Linked DNA regions of Mus musculus: regions 2 and 3 are each linked to region 1. Evidence: chromatin contacts called from public ChIA-PET and promoter capture Hi-C data. All regions are on one chromosome and are shown on one strand. Each heading gives the region's core, a stretch centred on a gene start, on an enhancer-like site or on the middle of the called end of the contact. The rest is flanking DNA. Distances are from core to core; before and after follow the strand shown. Region 1 overlaps Vps45 (vacuolar protein sorting 45). Region 2 holds the start of Bola1 (bolA-like 1 (E. coli)). Region 3 holds the start of Mtmr11 (myotubularin related protein 11).

What was found. Promoter capture Hi-C pulls out the DNA fragments that hold promoters and counts their contacts. ChIA-PET counts read pairs in DNA pulled down with a chosen protein or histone mark.
Region 2: a contact with region 1 is called in an RNA polymerase II ChIA-PET map of memory CD8 T cells, with 256 read pairs. The contact joins the promoter of Bola1 here to the enhancer-like site in region 1. A contact is called at or near these places in 1 of 39 promoter capture datasets (the C10 cell line), 1 of 484 Hi-C or Micro-C datasets (bone marrow-derived macrophages), 1 of 115 datasets of contacts at active chromatin or transcription factors (memory CD8 T cells) and 3 of 9 other capture datasets (embryonic stem cells, liver and pancreatic islet).
Region 3: a contact with region 1 is called in a promoter capture Hi-C map of hematopoietic stem and progenitor cells, with 2.7 times the contacts expected there. The contact joins the promoter of Mtmr11 here to the enhancer-like site in region 1. A contact is called at or near these places in 7 of 39 promoter capture datasets (the C10 cell line, cranial neural crest, embryonic stem cells and 3 more), 1 of 484 Hi-C or Micro-C datasets (cranial neural crest), 4 of 115 datasets of contacts at active chromatin or transcription factors (the 230-238 cell line, bone marrow-derived macrophages and embryonic stem cells) and 4 of 9 other capture datasets (adipose tissue, embryonic stem cells, liver and 1 more).

What each region holds. Positions count from the first base shown.
Region 1 is chr3:96,029,679-96,034,278 of GRCm38.p6, reverse strand. It overlaps Vps45 (vacuolar protein sorting 45), which reads left to right. Exons shown (of 15, transcript NM_013841.3): 11 at 456-614; 12 at 1,393-1,500; 13 at 3,152-3,273. Among named protein-coding and RNA genes, the nearest start is that of Vps45, 26 kb to the left of the region's middle. Within about 2 kb of position 2,143, at least 81 of the 459 cell types and tissues checked have an H3K27ac peak or open chromatin away from gene starts, as enhancers often do. A contact at or near this core is called in the 230-238 cell line, adipose tissue, bone marrow-derived macrophages and 2 more, where this site is marked.
Region 2 is chr3:96,194,951-96,199,550 of GRCm38.p6, reverse strand. It overlaps Bola1 (bolA-like 1 (E. coli)), which reads left to right and starts at 1,965. Exons shown (of 2, transcript NM_026975.2): 1 at 1,965-2,001; 2 at 2,272-2,963. The coding sequence starts at 2,275. The coding sequence ends at 2,688. It overlaps Sv2a (synaptic vesicle glycoprotein 2 a), which reads right to left. Exons shown (of 13, transcript NM_022030.3): 13 at 4,368-4,600.
Region 3 is chr3:96,159,279-96,163,878 of GRCm38.p6, reverse strand. Mtmr11 (myotubularin related protein 11) reads right to left here and starts at 1,909. Exons shown (of 17, transcript NM_181409.3): 1 at 1,621-1,909; 2 at 1,160-1,250; 3 at 666-787; 4 at 351-411; 5 at 69-211. The coding sequence starts at 1,686. Otud7b (OTU domain containing 7B) reads right to left here. Exons shown (of 12, transcript NM_001025614.1): 12 at 2,750-4,600.

The DNA.
Region 1 (4,600 bases), core at 894-3,393:
ATTTAGAGATTGCATGCTGTCACATACACTTGTTTCTCTCAGCCATCTTGAGATGTGTTGTGACCTCTGGTGTTTCTTGGGGATTAAATCCGGCCTGTGTAACTCTGCCAGGTCATGTCTATTTGGATACAATGGGATGAGCAACACTAAAAGAAAGACGTCTTTAACCAGAAACTGGTCATTTCTGTGCTCTGTACTGACTGAAGTTGAAGTAGTCTGCACTCCTTATGCCACCAAGGAGATGACTTGGGAAAGGCAAGAGAAACGGTGGCTGACTCCATCTTTCCTACGGCTATTACATGGGGAATTATTTAGTCCTTCCACTAAATAAGAAGCAATTGCCATTCTGTAGTTGAAACATGATGGCGTGTGTGTCCGCTGAGCTGTGTCTCTACCACTCTTACACAGGAGGCCATTCAAGTGAAAGCACTAACATTGGTTCTGTCTTTCTTCAGAATGTGAAGAGACTCCTGCAGAATCCGAAAGTCACAGAATTTGATGCAGTTCGCCTGGTGATGCTTTATGCTCTACATTACGAGCGCCACAGCAGCAACAGCCTGCCAGGACTCATAGTGGACCTCAGGAGTAAAGGTGTTGCTGAGAAGTATCGGAAGGTAACCTGATGAGTGTGCTTATGTGTATTTTATTGTACTAGAGATGGTCTCACTCTGCAGCCCTAGGGAAACCTCACCCTTAGGTCCTCCTGACTCAGCCTCCCAGATGCTACGATTACTGCCATGTGCTTACTCTGTTGCTAAAATTCTTTCCCAGGGGGAGATTTAGGCAATGTCTACCCCCTCCTCCTATGATCCCAAGAACAAAACCAGTCATGGTTCTGCCACAGTTTATTGGAGTTCCTGACAAAGCACAGGTGAGGGGTGTGGGTGCTCCTCTCCCTGGGAAAGCCTTTACCCAGCAGGGATGCGTGCCCCCCCCAATCCTGCAGAGATAGTGTTCCCCTTCTCTAGTTCCCCCTCCCTGTGTCCCCTTCCTGAAGCCATATGCCATTAAGGCAGAGTTGCATACAACAGGTGGTTAGGAGCAGCTGGATAATCTGGTGGGTGGGGCACACGCAGTCACAGAGGCCCGCAGAGAGGAGTCTTTAGCAAGGGCACAGCTGAGCTCCCTAATGGCAGTTGCTTGGCTCAGAGAACACTCACTCACAGCATAGCACAAAACCCAATCCCAAATTTATATAGTAAGCCCAAACCACAGAAGCCACGTCTGTTATAGTCTCAGCCCCAACAAAAAATACATCATATACTGTTTATTTACAAGGTGCACAGTTCCGTCCTCTCGTGTCTTCATTGCCCTAATAAAGTTATTTTTTATGAAATGAGCTTCCTGATACCTAAGCAATAAAAAGTTGTTTCTTCTTTTTTTCTTTTATAGCTTGTGTCGGCAGTTGTTGAATATGGTGGTAAACGGGTTAGAGGAAGTGACCTCTTCAGTCCCAAAGATGCTGTGGCTATTACCAAGCAGTTTCTCAAAGGACTGAAGGTATAGCTTTAGTCTGAGTGTGGCTGATATGATTCTAACAGTATATTCTGAATTGTAGAGCTATGTCCGCCCAGTGAATCCACAAAGGACAATTTCTTGAAACGCTGCCTCTGTGCTGTAGTGTGCCTGCACTGCCAGGGAGCCGAGCGGGACTGATGCAGTGACGGGTCACTTCCAGGAAGTGTGCACAGTTCTGCCAGTCACAGCTCTTTTTCCCGTGTTTGTAATTTAAACTGTATTAAGCTAGTGCTTGCGCTCACTCTCTCTCTCTCTCTCTCTCTCTCTCTCTCTCTCTCTGTGTGTGTGTGTGTGTGTGTGTGTGTGTGTGTGTTGGTGGTTTGTGGTTTTTCTGTTTTTTGGTTGGTTGGTTGGTTTTGTTTTTGAGGAGTCTCATGTAGGGCAGGCTGGTTTCAAACTCACTATGTAGCCAAGGATGACCTTGAATTTGTCCAGCTCCCAAGTTCTGGGTATACACCACTACAGCAAGTTTATGCTGTGCTGGGAATAGAATTCAAGGGTCTATGCATGATAAACAAAGTCTGCCAACTGAGCTGCACCTCAAGCCCACAAGCTTCTCTTTGAAGGAAATTCAAGAGAAAGCACAACCATCCGTTGCTGGGAAGTCAGTCACACAGACAGAGGACAACAATAAGTGTGGCTCACTTTCTCCACTCACTAGTGAAGTCTTGGCCACAGTTAAGATGGTCTTTCCATGTGAGGTAACATAATCAAGGCAATTCCTTACAGGCATGCCTAGAAGTCCATGGACCAGGTAATTCTAGAGTCTGCCAGGCTGACAGTGCCTTCACGGGGCTCTCGTAGGCCAGCTTTTTACTTGGTAGGAAGCTTTTCTGACGGCCCCCCCGTGTTCGTGGGGTGGGGGGCACTGTACCAGCGGCACCGCTTCTCTGGCCCCTGGCCTGTTCTTAGCTTTCCATGAGTTTCCTGGTGTTCTTCTACCCTATGGCTTACCAACTCTGCTACAGGCCTTTCTTTTTGTTTCACAAAGAATGAGATTCAGACAAGATAAAAGATTCCAGATTTTTAAATTCCTTGAAAAGTTTATTGAAGCCATATTGAAAATAACTAGCCTTAATTTAGTACTTTTTTAAAAAATTAGTACTTTTGTAAGATTGGAACAATTCTGTCTAATTAAAATAATTTTTACATATTCTAAAGTTCTAGACTGGGGAGATGGTTCACTCAGTGAAGTGATTGCTGCTCAAACTGGAGTTTAGATCCCCATCAAATACATAAAAGTCAAATACAGTGGTGTGTAACTGTACCCCACAGTGCTGAAGTGTGTGCATAGAAGGGGGAGGGGACCCCCTCAAGCTCTCTGGCCAGCCAGTCTAACCAAACCTGAGAGCTCTGGGTTCAAGAATAGAGCCTGTCTCGGAGATGATGGTGAAGAGGCACTGAGGAGAGCAGCCAGTGCTGACCTCTGACGTCCATGTGCGTGCACACACATCCACACCTTTACTTACACACAGACACAAATGTCCTGTTGGGGTCTGTTTGATTTCTATCCAGTTCCAGTTTGATTCTATCCCATAAGGCTTCCATTGAGTATATGTTCCTTTTCTGATGTATCATTACTGTCATATTGCTAGCTTCCCCAAATAACATGAGAACCATTTCCATATTTTAGGGAGTGGAAAATGTGTATACACAGCACCAGCCTTTCCTGCATGAGACCCTGGATCATCTCATCAAAGGAAGGCTTAAGGAAAACCTCTATCCTTATTTAGGCCCCAGCACACTCAGAGACAGGTAAGGTAACAAAGATTAGAAATAAAAACTAGGATCACAGAACAAGCCAGAGAAACTGGAAGTGCCCAAGACATCCAGATCTTGGCCTTAGAGAAACAACCTGCCATGTAGGGACAGTGGGCACTACTAAGAGCTGGGTTCCGAAGTCCTGTGATTGTAAAAACATCTGAATTCTGCCAACTGACTTATGCTTAAGATGGGGTCCTGGACTTAGCCTGATTCTCAGTTGGTAAATCTGTGAGCAGTGAACTGAGATCTAATCTATGCATGAACTTGGGACCTACAGAAACTACAGATCTACAGACTGTGTGTCTTTACGTGTTACAAACTGTCCAGTCTTAATTATCAGAGTTCAAGCTTGGTCTGGCATTGCAGGCTGAACTCCTAGGTAGTGCAGCAACTGAAACAGTAGGATGGCAAATTCAAGGCCTGCTGAAGCTAGAGAGTGAGTTCAAGGCCAAAGCCTGGATGACTTAGACCCTGTTTCAGTTTTTAAACATGTGGGCAGAAGAGGGCTTTAAGGGGAAGGAGCTGAGAAATAACTTAGGGGCACTCTGCCTGCCTCCAGGCGTGGGCTCAGGGTTATTCTCCACACTCAAAAGAACTGAAGTCCATACTTAGTCTGAATGAAATACTCCTATGTCCACTGTTGAGAACACACAGCACAGGCATGCACCCCAAAAGCAGGTTTTTGAGACTGTAACAACCTGTGTAAGACTTTGCCTTCCACCAGACTCAAGACCAAAGCTAACCATTTACTAAAGGAAGATTTCAATTTATTTATGTCCTTTCTGAGAGGAGTTAACAAAAATTTTCTCCAAACTCTGACGATTTCTTTATTTCTAGCATACAAATATGCAGTCTTATTATTCTACCAACTTTCTGGTAATTTGTTATATAACAATAAAAATAAAAAAATAAAAAAAAGACAAAAACTAGAGGAGGCAGCAAAGATGCTCAGCAGGTAATGGTGCTTACCGCCAAGCCTAGCGGCCCGAGTTCCAGCTCCAGGATCTCCACGGTGAAGGAGCCAAGTCCTGAAGTTGTCCTCTGACCTACATACACTCCACGGTTCGGGTGCTCGCTCGCTCAAGCTCGCGCTCTCTCTCTCTCTCTCTCTCTCTCACACACACACACACACACACACACACTTTCACACACACAAACAAACAAATGAATGTAATGATACTAGGTGACAGTCACTGAGAAGCGGGTGTCAAGACCTGCTCCTGGTCACACTGAGATGCTGATCGCTGCCCCCTTGGCCATTTCAGGGTGAAGAGTCTTTTGGTGTTGCATGTGTCCGCCTTACATATGCGCCCCCTGC
Region 2 (4,600 bases), core at 716-3,215, 170 kb before region 1:
TCTCCATTCTCCCCCTTGAGATTACAGCTTGCCTACCCTAGTATTTGTTTGGTTTTGTTTAAAAAAACAAACAAATGTCTATAGCATTGTCTTCTTTTAGTAAACTTTGATCTTTGATCTGGCAGTAGTGGCACACACCATTAATCCCAGCTCTTGGGAAGCTGAGGCAAGTGGATCTTTGGGTTCAAACAAGGCCAGTCTGATCTACAGAGTCTGAGGCCAGCCTAGTATACATTATGAGTTTCAGGACAGCCCAAAGACAAGGCTGCTGTTGGGTCCCAAAGAAGCCAGGGACAAATAGGTAACTATGGTTTCTATTACACCAAAGTACACGCTGGCAGCAGAACTCGTTATCTATGGCTTTCCTTAGCTCTTTTCACCCTATCTCCAAACTGCTCCAGCTCAGGGCTTCCCTTCCCTTCTCCAGCTTCTGACTCCTATACTATATAACCCAGCCATTTTGGCCATGAGCTTTCTTGGTTCTCTTGACTCTGGCTCTGGCTCTGGTTCTCTCTCTCTCTCTCTCTCTCTCTCTCTCTCTCTCTCTCTCTCTCTCTCTCTCTCTCTCTCTCTCTCTCTCTCCATCTCTCACTCTCCCTCCCCTCCTCTCCCTTCATAGCCCTGTTCAGTCTGCTGTTTAGCTTGCTCTATTTTCTTCCTGCACTAGACCCTTCCAGATGCCTCTGGCTGTGTTCTCCCTCACACACAGAGTAGGAACTGCCTCAGCCATTCCTTGGAGTGGTCATGTGTTGTGTCCGGCCAGCAGACCACAACCTGGGTTCTAGCCTGGAAAGGCATTTTGGAAACCTGGAAGAGAAGAGGGGCTAGGTGGCGAGAGAAAAGAATGTAGCCAAGACAGTTACTCTGATCAAGGCTCAAATTTTATTGTTGCGACACTAGTTATGAAGGAAGGGGGAGGGGACCCGATTCCCGCGGAATAATCTCTGGTCCAGTAGAAAGGTGCACGTGTGTGGCTCCGCAGGTTCCAGCAGTGGGCGTGGCAGAACGAATGAGCAGGAAGCTCCACCCCTGAGCAAGCAGGTTTCAGGCTAGGGGAGGGGAGACTGCAGTCATGTGCTGATTTCATTCAGTTACCACATCCTGACCAAATGAGGTGAGAAAGTGGTCTTCTTGTTTCTCCTACACTGCTCTAAGAAGTCTCTTGTCATTTCTTTGGTCCTCACGTGTAGGTAATATGCTTACAGTAAACTGTGTGTATTTCCACCACACACTTGACACACGGTATCACAATGAACATTATGACTATTTCTCTAGTGCTTTGTAAACTCTGAGAGCAGGGCTGTCTTTATTCTATCTCTCTCAGGAACAAAGGAATCTCCGAAAGGAACAAAGCTGGGGTCCTACACAGAAGCGCGCGGGGGCAAGGCAAGTTAGTGCAGCTCTTAGGGAACTGTGTGACGATCTTCATTTTCCTTCTCACTGGAATTCTCTGTTTGGGGCAGGACAGATTATCTTGGGAAGAAAACTGTCCCAGCAGACATTCCCCTCTGAATTGAGCAAGGTCCGCTGTAATCTCATAAGAATCTGTTTTTGCTATGGAAGCACTCTATCAATAACCCAGGACAGTAATCCCAGCAGGTAGGAGGTAGAGGCAGGAGGATCAGGAAATAATGGACATTTCTAGAGTGGTAAAGGCCAACCTGGGCTACATGAGACTTCTTTTTTTATTAATTACATACAAATGACTTAAGCTATTTGGGTTATAGATCAAGAAGCTACAAATCTGGTGCAACCATCTTAAATTTACAGGAAACACTTTTGTTTTTATTGCTCTAATTTCCCGACTTTGCAGGATTTTACCGGTCGGGAGAAGCAGGGACTACAATTCCCATAAAACCTCTGGGTACTGGGTAACGCCTGCCAGACGCAACCGGACTGCGTTTCCTAGCGAGCCTCCTGACGCGGCGTTTGCGTGGTCCGACCGGAAATTCGGTTGTTAGATCAAGCGGTGGTACAGCAGGCTGCGCAGCAAGTACAAAGGTACCACCCTAGGGTTCGGAGAGACGATAGGGCTCTGACTCAGCCAAAAGGACCAAGTTGTACATTTTCCATTTTTCAGCTCCCAGCCATGCTTTCCCAGTGCCCTTAGTGCCTAGCGCTCTGGCCGCTCAATCGCCTTTGTCTCTCCGCTACCGGCGTAGAAGCCGCGTTAACCCGCCACGCAGAGTAGAGGCGGTTCCAGGGTGTGCTTGTCTGGGGTGCGTGGGCAGGGTGTGTGGACTCAGTCCCGTGTCCTTCGTTTCTCCGCAGCGAATGCTAAGTGCGCGATCGGCCCAGTGCATGGTCTCCATGGCCACGCGCTCGTGTGTATCGCGGGGCAGCGCGGGATCTGCGGCTGCAGGACCAGTGGAAGCCGCTATTCGCGCCAAATTGGAGCAAGCCCTGAGCCCCGAGGTACTGGAGCTGCGCAACGAGAGCGGTGGCCACGCAGTCCCAGCAGGCAGCGAGACGCATTTTCGCGTGGCGGTGGTGAGCTCTCGTTTCGAGGGGATGAGCCCCTTGCAACGGCACCGGTTGGTCCACGAGGCACTGTCGGAGGAGCTGGCTGGACCGGTACATGCCCTGGCCATCCAGGCGAAGACCCCCGCCCAGTGGAGAGAAAACCCACAGTTGGACATTAGTCCCCCCTGCCTAGGTGGGAGCAAGAAAACTCGAGGGACCTCTTAATAAATACCTGGATTGGGAGAACGATCCGAATGGGTCGACTGAGAATAAACTACTACATCACTACTACCTTATTCCTTGATTTGTACGGACCAGGAGCTCTGCCTTTTCTGCTAATGAACACCATGCAGAGGCAAAGACACCTCTGGTGAAAGCTAAGCTAGCCCAGGGAGAGAGCAGCCACTCCCTCCCTCTTGCCCTTGCCTGGGCTAGACTAGAGAAAGGTCCTGATGAATCGGAAAGGGCCATGATAATAAAAGAGAAGCTGGTGCATGAGGTCAAACGGTGCTCTTAATACCTGTTAAATTGGAGCTACACATCATTAGTGCATATGGGGGCTGGGGGAGGTTGCATAACACCACTGCGCACTTGGGTGTCAGAGAGTAATTTTCGGAGTTACTCCTCCCCCAGTTGCATGGTTCTGGAATTGAACTCAGAGAGGCCATCAGGTTTACACAGCTGTTAGGTCCCTACAGACGTTCTTATGAGAAGAAAATTACCTGTAGGCTAGAGAAGGGATTTGTGAGGAAGTGAACTATCTGGGTTTTGCAAGGATACCAAAATTAACCCGGAAAAGAGGGAATTCCTGCATTTGAAGCAGGAAAAGAACCGAAATAAACATTGGCTAGGTTTGGGGAATGGAGATGGCTCAGTGGTTAAGAGTACTGACTGCTCTTCCGAAAGTCCTGAGTTCAGTTCCCAGCAATCATATGGTGGCTCACAACAATCCGTGATGAGATGTGGCGCCCCCTTCTGGAGTGTCAGAAGACAGCTACCATGTACTTACATATAATACACCTTTAATAATTACACACACCTTTAATTCCAGCATTAGGAGCAGAAAAGAAAAAAGAGAAATGTAGCGCAGCGTGGACTTGAGGCAGGAGAATCGAGGACAAGCTGCAGGTAGCAGGGATTCCCAAAAGAAATTGCTTAAAACTGGGGGGCCAGAGAAGTGGTGGAACACTTTCTGCTCTCCAGAGGATCCAGAGTTGATTCCCAGCACCCACTTGGTGACTCACGAAGGACTGGAACTCCAGTTGCAAGGGATCTAATGCCCTCTTCTGGCCTTGGTGGGTACCAGGCACATGGTGCATATATACATATGCAGGCAAAATGCTCATGCAAATAAAATATGTTTATGTCGATTTTTGCAAGAATAACAAGGGCTCTTAACCGTCTAGAGCCAGAATAAGTAAATGTTTTTAAATAAACAAAATGTAGGTTTGAGGTACCCCATTCCATGTTGATAAGAGAAGGAATTGTTTCTCCAACACTAGTTTATCTTCCCCAGATAGTCAGTATGGGAGAATGAATGAAGAAGCCAGGAGCAGACACAGCCACTTTGGGTTTTAAGGGTTCGAACCCTTTATTTTTCAGCAGTATTTTTCATTTCATTTTTTTTTTCACATCAATGGAGTCAGGTTTAGGGTTCCCCAGGAGACAGGAAGGTGGATGTGTATCCCCTGGGGATGCAGTAAGGGAGAAGGCTACGTCCAGCCACGGAATGGTGAAAGAAGGGTCGCACATTCACACACTGGGCACTGGAGGAGAAGGCAGTCCTTTGAGCACAGACACTAGAGTTAAACAGTCACCACCTGGTTCAGTTACAAAATCGGAATGGCCTTAGGGTTGAGGGCACCAGACGTAGCGTACGGAGGGTGAATTTAGATTTTTTTTTCTTTTTGTGGTTAGTTTAACTTCCTTTTAACTTTTTTTTTTTTTAACATTTTACAAACAGCTAAAAACTACAACACGTCACAGCTACGTTGGGAGTGGAGAGAGAGTACCAAAGAAAGCAGCCACACAGAGTAGGGTAGGACGGGGGCAGCTCTACCTACAAGGCTGTTCTGTGGAAGGGCAAAACGGGGAAACTGAGGCTTCTGGTCCCTGCATTAGGGGTCCCTCACGACCC
Region 3 (4,600 bases), core at 660-3,159, 130 kb before region 1:
CCCTGGCGCATGGAGGGTACCCTGAGGTTTCTAGGTGAGAAGGGTTTTTCTAGGTAAAGGGTTCTTACCTGGAAGGCCTGAGGTGCCAGCCCTCCAGCCTCAAAACCAACTCGAAGCAGCCGGAAGTCCCGGCCATGAAGCAGAAGCTCTTCAGGAATGAACTTAAGCTGAGACCCAGGACGGAGAAGCTGCACTCTTGACAAGCCGCTCACTGAAGTCGAGGGTTAGCGTAGAGTGACCGTGGGATCTTCTGGGAGCATTTCCTCCACTCCACCCTGCCCCAGCCCTCAGTCTTCTGAGAACAGAAGGTAGAGACTCAAATGCCCCTTTTACCAAACCCTCAAACTTACCAGCCTCTAATCGACCAATGTTGATCAAGGCAAAATCATTTTCACTACTCAGAGGAGTATCCTAAAGGAAGCACAAGACTGATGCTACAGACATGACAGCCATCCCTGTCTTGCCTTGCTGCCTCCGCCCCTCCCCCGTAGAAGGCAGCTTCCATAGAAATAATTCTACCATTTACTGATACATTCACAAGAAAAACAGAGCATTGCTATGTAGCCTAGGTTAGCCTGGAACTCTCATGGTCTTCCATCTCAACGCCCCACCCCCCAACTGCTGGGACACCGCACCAAGCTTTTCTATTACACTAATCACCTCACCTGCTTTCGCTGCCATCCACAAGGCTGGAAGGTTACCCTAAAGTTAGTGCAGATCAGAGTTCCAGGCAGGTCTAGTCCTGGCCCTTTCCTTCGTCCTGGTGCCCATGCTAGGATATGCTCCCCTAAAAGGGAGAAAGAGAAGCAAAGGTCTAACTATCCCCAATGCTGCCCCACACTTCTATGTGGCTACTCGTCTATCCTTAGATGTAAAATTGAAGGAAAAGAATAGACTTTTTTTTTTAACTTCTAAAACCCTGCATAGAACGTGGCACATATACACTCACTGGTCTTTGGATAGTTAATAAGAAAAGTGGTAGCCGGGGTGAGAAAGCAGAATGAACAATGTCCAGGCCTTCCACAAGCTCTGAGGAAGGAGGCAGGAGAATGAGTCTCAGAAACACTTCGAGGAAAGGAATAGGGAGTATCTTTGGTGAAAACAAAAAAGGATGGGGTAGGAAGACTTTTAAAGGAATCTAGAGAGGTCATTTTATTACCTGGGAGACAACCAGAGGCCAGGCAGCTGCCAAGCTGATGACTGCTGGGCTCCGGCATCCTGTTCCCTGGGTTAGACTTCGGTCCAGAGAGCTGAGCAGGGGAGAGAGTTAATCTGGGACCCCCTAAACTCAGAATCTGGGATTTCTCCAGTAGCTGCCTTTGGAGACCCGCATTGAGTTCATTTGTTCGGGTTCTTCCCCCCCCCCCCCCCCCCCTTCTCTGCTCTGCTCTCCTCTCCTCTCAGGGAAATTGAGATCACTGACTGCGGCTGGCAGACAAGACAAGGAGGGGCTGGTTAATGGATAATGAGACAACTCGAGACTGAAAAAGGCAGACGAGCTCCATAACAGTTGATAAAACAGATACACCCTCCTCCTCTGAATCCTTTCCTTCCCCTTTAATTTCCACAGCATCCCATTCACACTCTCTTGTTAGCTACCCTCCCATTCCTTTTCCTTACCCCCATCTCTGGCTCCTCCTTCTGGGGGGCAATGTTGAAACTCTGGCCCCGGCCCCCCCACCACATTTCCCTGGCTCCATCCGGGAGTAGAGCAGCTAAGGGTGGGAGTCCTCAAAGATGCTGGCTCTTTTTGGGGAGAGGCTAAATCCTAGAGGTGGGGAGAAAGAGGCTGGGGAGGACGCAGCGGTAGCGGCATTTCGGATACCAGGAGCACAGTTCCAGGGGTCTTATTTGAAAGGTGTGTCCTGCCCAGACAGGGGAGGCTCTTTGGAAACTTCGGTGACTCTAAGAGAACAGGCAAGATGCCCAGCCCCTTAAAGGAGAATACGCAATTTTTTTTTTCAAAGTAGAAAGGAAATGGAGGAGCTTAAGAAAGATGGGAGGAATGGGGGAACTGGGGATACCCAGATTCCCTTAACCCACATCCACATTTTAGTCTCTTTCTGTTCGTGAATATTAGTGGGTGTGACGAGGGGAGCAGTAGTTAAATGAAAACATTTTGGGCTAGCTCTCTATACTTTTTCAATGAGAGATGAAACACTAGGAAACTCAGTTATTTTGGTTTCGTTTATTCATGGGTTTTGTGATTTTGTTCATTTTCAGCCTCCTCTGACAACCTAACGGGTTGAGAAGGGGACATAAAGGGAACTGAACCTTGTGTCCTTTTCTGGAGAGCGTGACAGGCCCAGGGGCAGAATGGAGTGGACGGAAATTGGTGTGTCTGGGATGCAGACACAGCACAGGTATTTTGGTGTGCAAATCTCGGCAGTGGGGCGGGAGCTAGAAAACCCAGAAAAAGATCGTGGTATATCTAAACCAGCCTTTGCGCCCGGCGAGCGCACCTCCCCACTCCCGCAGCCACCTATTCCTATGGAAAGCCCAGCCCCAGGTACATGACTCCGCCCCTCCAACCCAGTCACCAGATCTCCTAATGAATGATTCATGTTCTGGACTTTGAAAGCTAAGGACTGGAAAACTCTTTTCAGCTCCAGGATCACATTTCCCCCTCCTTCCCTGCTGAATTTAAAAAGCAAAGATGGGGCTGTAGGGCACTGAACAGAGATGCTAAGGAGGGCAGCTTGAGGGCAGCATGTTTCAACACGGAGAAGACAGGAAATGAAATACAAAATAGGTGTTAATGAGCTGCTGTTTTATTGTTTTTGAGTCTGTACAGAGGCAGCAATCCTTAGGTGGGGGCCGTGACATTCAACACTCCCTTCCCCACAGCACACATCCTTCCAGCCTCAGCTTCCAAAGTTCTCTTTGTTGGCTGCAACTGTGGAAATAGTGAACTAGCATGAGCAGAGACTGGAACAAACAGGTATGTACTTGCTAGCAAGCTGGTCTAGACGCCTGATTGTAGAAGTCCTAAAGACTGCTGGTCACCACCACCCCACCACACACCTCAATGCTTCTGGAATAAAGTATGTAGTAAGGAACAGCTTAGGAACAGGTGTGCCAAAATCCCATGACCTACTTTTCTTCTCCCCACCACTTTCCTCCGAAAGCCTCATTCTGTTCTTTAATATCTTGAGGTATGGGAACAGCAGAATATAGAGGGAATGGTCAGGACGGAGAGAAGTGATGTGATCATCGCCTAACCAGAAGCACAAAGGGGCTGCAGTTGAGGATTAGGTTAACAGGAAGACTCTCACCACCTGCAGCACAAATGCAGATAGATGTCCACTGGATGGAAAGGGGATAGAGAGGCAAGGAGCTGTGTCAGATTTTTCCATTTTCAGACCCTCGCTCTGGTTATAGGTTTGTGCCAGGAGCAAGGGCTGCTGGGAGGGGTAGCTGGAGGAGGAAGGTGGAGCTGAGTGACTCACAGGATGAATCACAGATCCAGTTATAAACACAGAAAGAGGCCAAGGTCCTTCCCACCCCACTGCTTAGACAGCTTCTATCACTTCCTCTACCCCCAACTCACACAGCCAAGGGAAGGAGAGGGCACAGGAATTGTACATGGAAGCATGATAGTATTTTGTTAAACAGCTTAAGCACAGGAGGCAATACACAATAACTTGTGACTGGGTATCCACAAGATATTCAGACACGAGTGCCTGTGTGACTCATTGAGCCTGCAGTCCACACAGGTTGAGGGCAAGAAGAAAATATTAGAATCCAGGGTATGTATGTTTCCAGAGCAGATAATGGCTTCTAATTCTGTCCTCTTGCCTATGGCTATGTGGCTGGGTACTGCCTCTTTGAAAAAGAGGACACAGTCCAGTCAGAGGTGTCTGAGTAACTCATAGACAATCATTACCCAAATGCTCCTTTATTGAAAGAAAAATAAAGTGCCTGGAACCTTGGACATGGGAGTGAAAGGAAGAACAGCAAGAGCAAGATCTCAGAGAACGGGCTCTGTTCTCGGCTCGGGATCACCTCCCAAGTGTACAATATAAAGCCATGGTCATTTCTGCTTTACTGGTCTATGGATTTTGGAAAGCTATGGAGAGGGAAGGTACTTCTATTTTAAGGCACAGCATGGAGCTTAACACCATCCCTCACTCTTAGAAATTGCATCTTAAAAACTAAATAAAAAGATATAATTTATATCATTTACAAACTGCAGTATGAGGAAACCCTTTTTCAATTCTCCTTTTTTTTTTTTTTTTTTTGGTTTTTCGAGACAGGGTTTCTCTGTGTAGCCCTGGCTGTCCTGGAACTCACTCTGTAGACCAGGCTGGCCTCGAACTCAGAAATCCGCCTGGCAAGTGCTGGGATTAAAGGTGTGAGCCACCACTGCCCAGTTAAGCCAGCCTGAGTTAAGGGGTTTGGAGGTCAGCCCTCTGGTGTACTGGCTTTAAGTTGGGGATGGTACAGAGGATGCAGGGTGGAGAGAGTGGAAAGGAGGAAAATAAGAACCCTGAAGATCTCTCTCCGTTAAAACTTTAGTAGGACCCCAGATGCCCTGGATTATAAAGAGTAATTGCACTTAATGTAAGCCTGAGAGATGAGGACTTACCTCGTCTAGGAC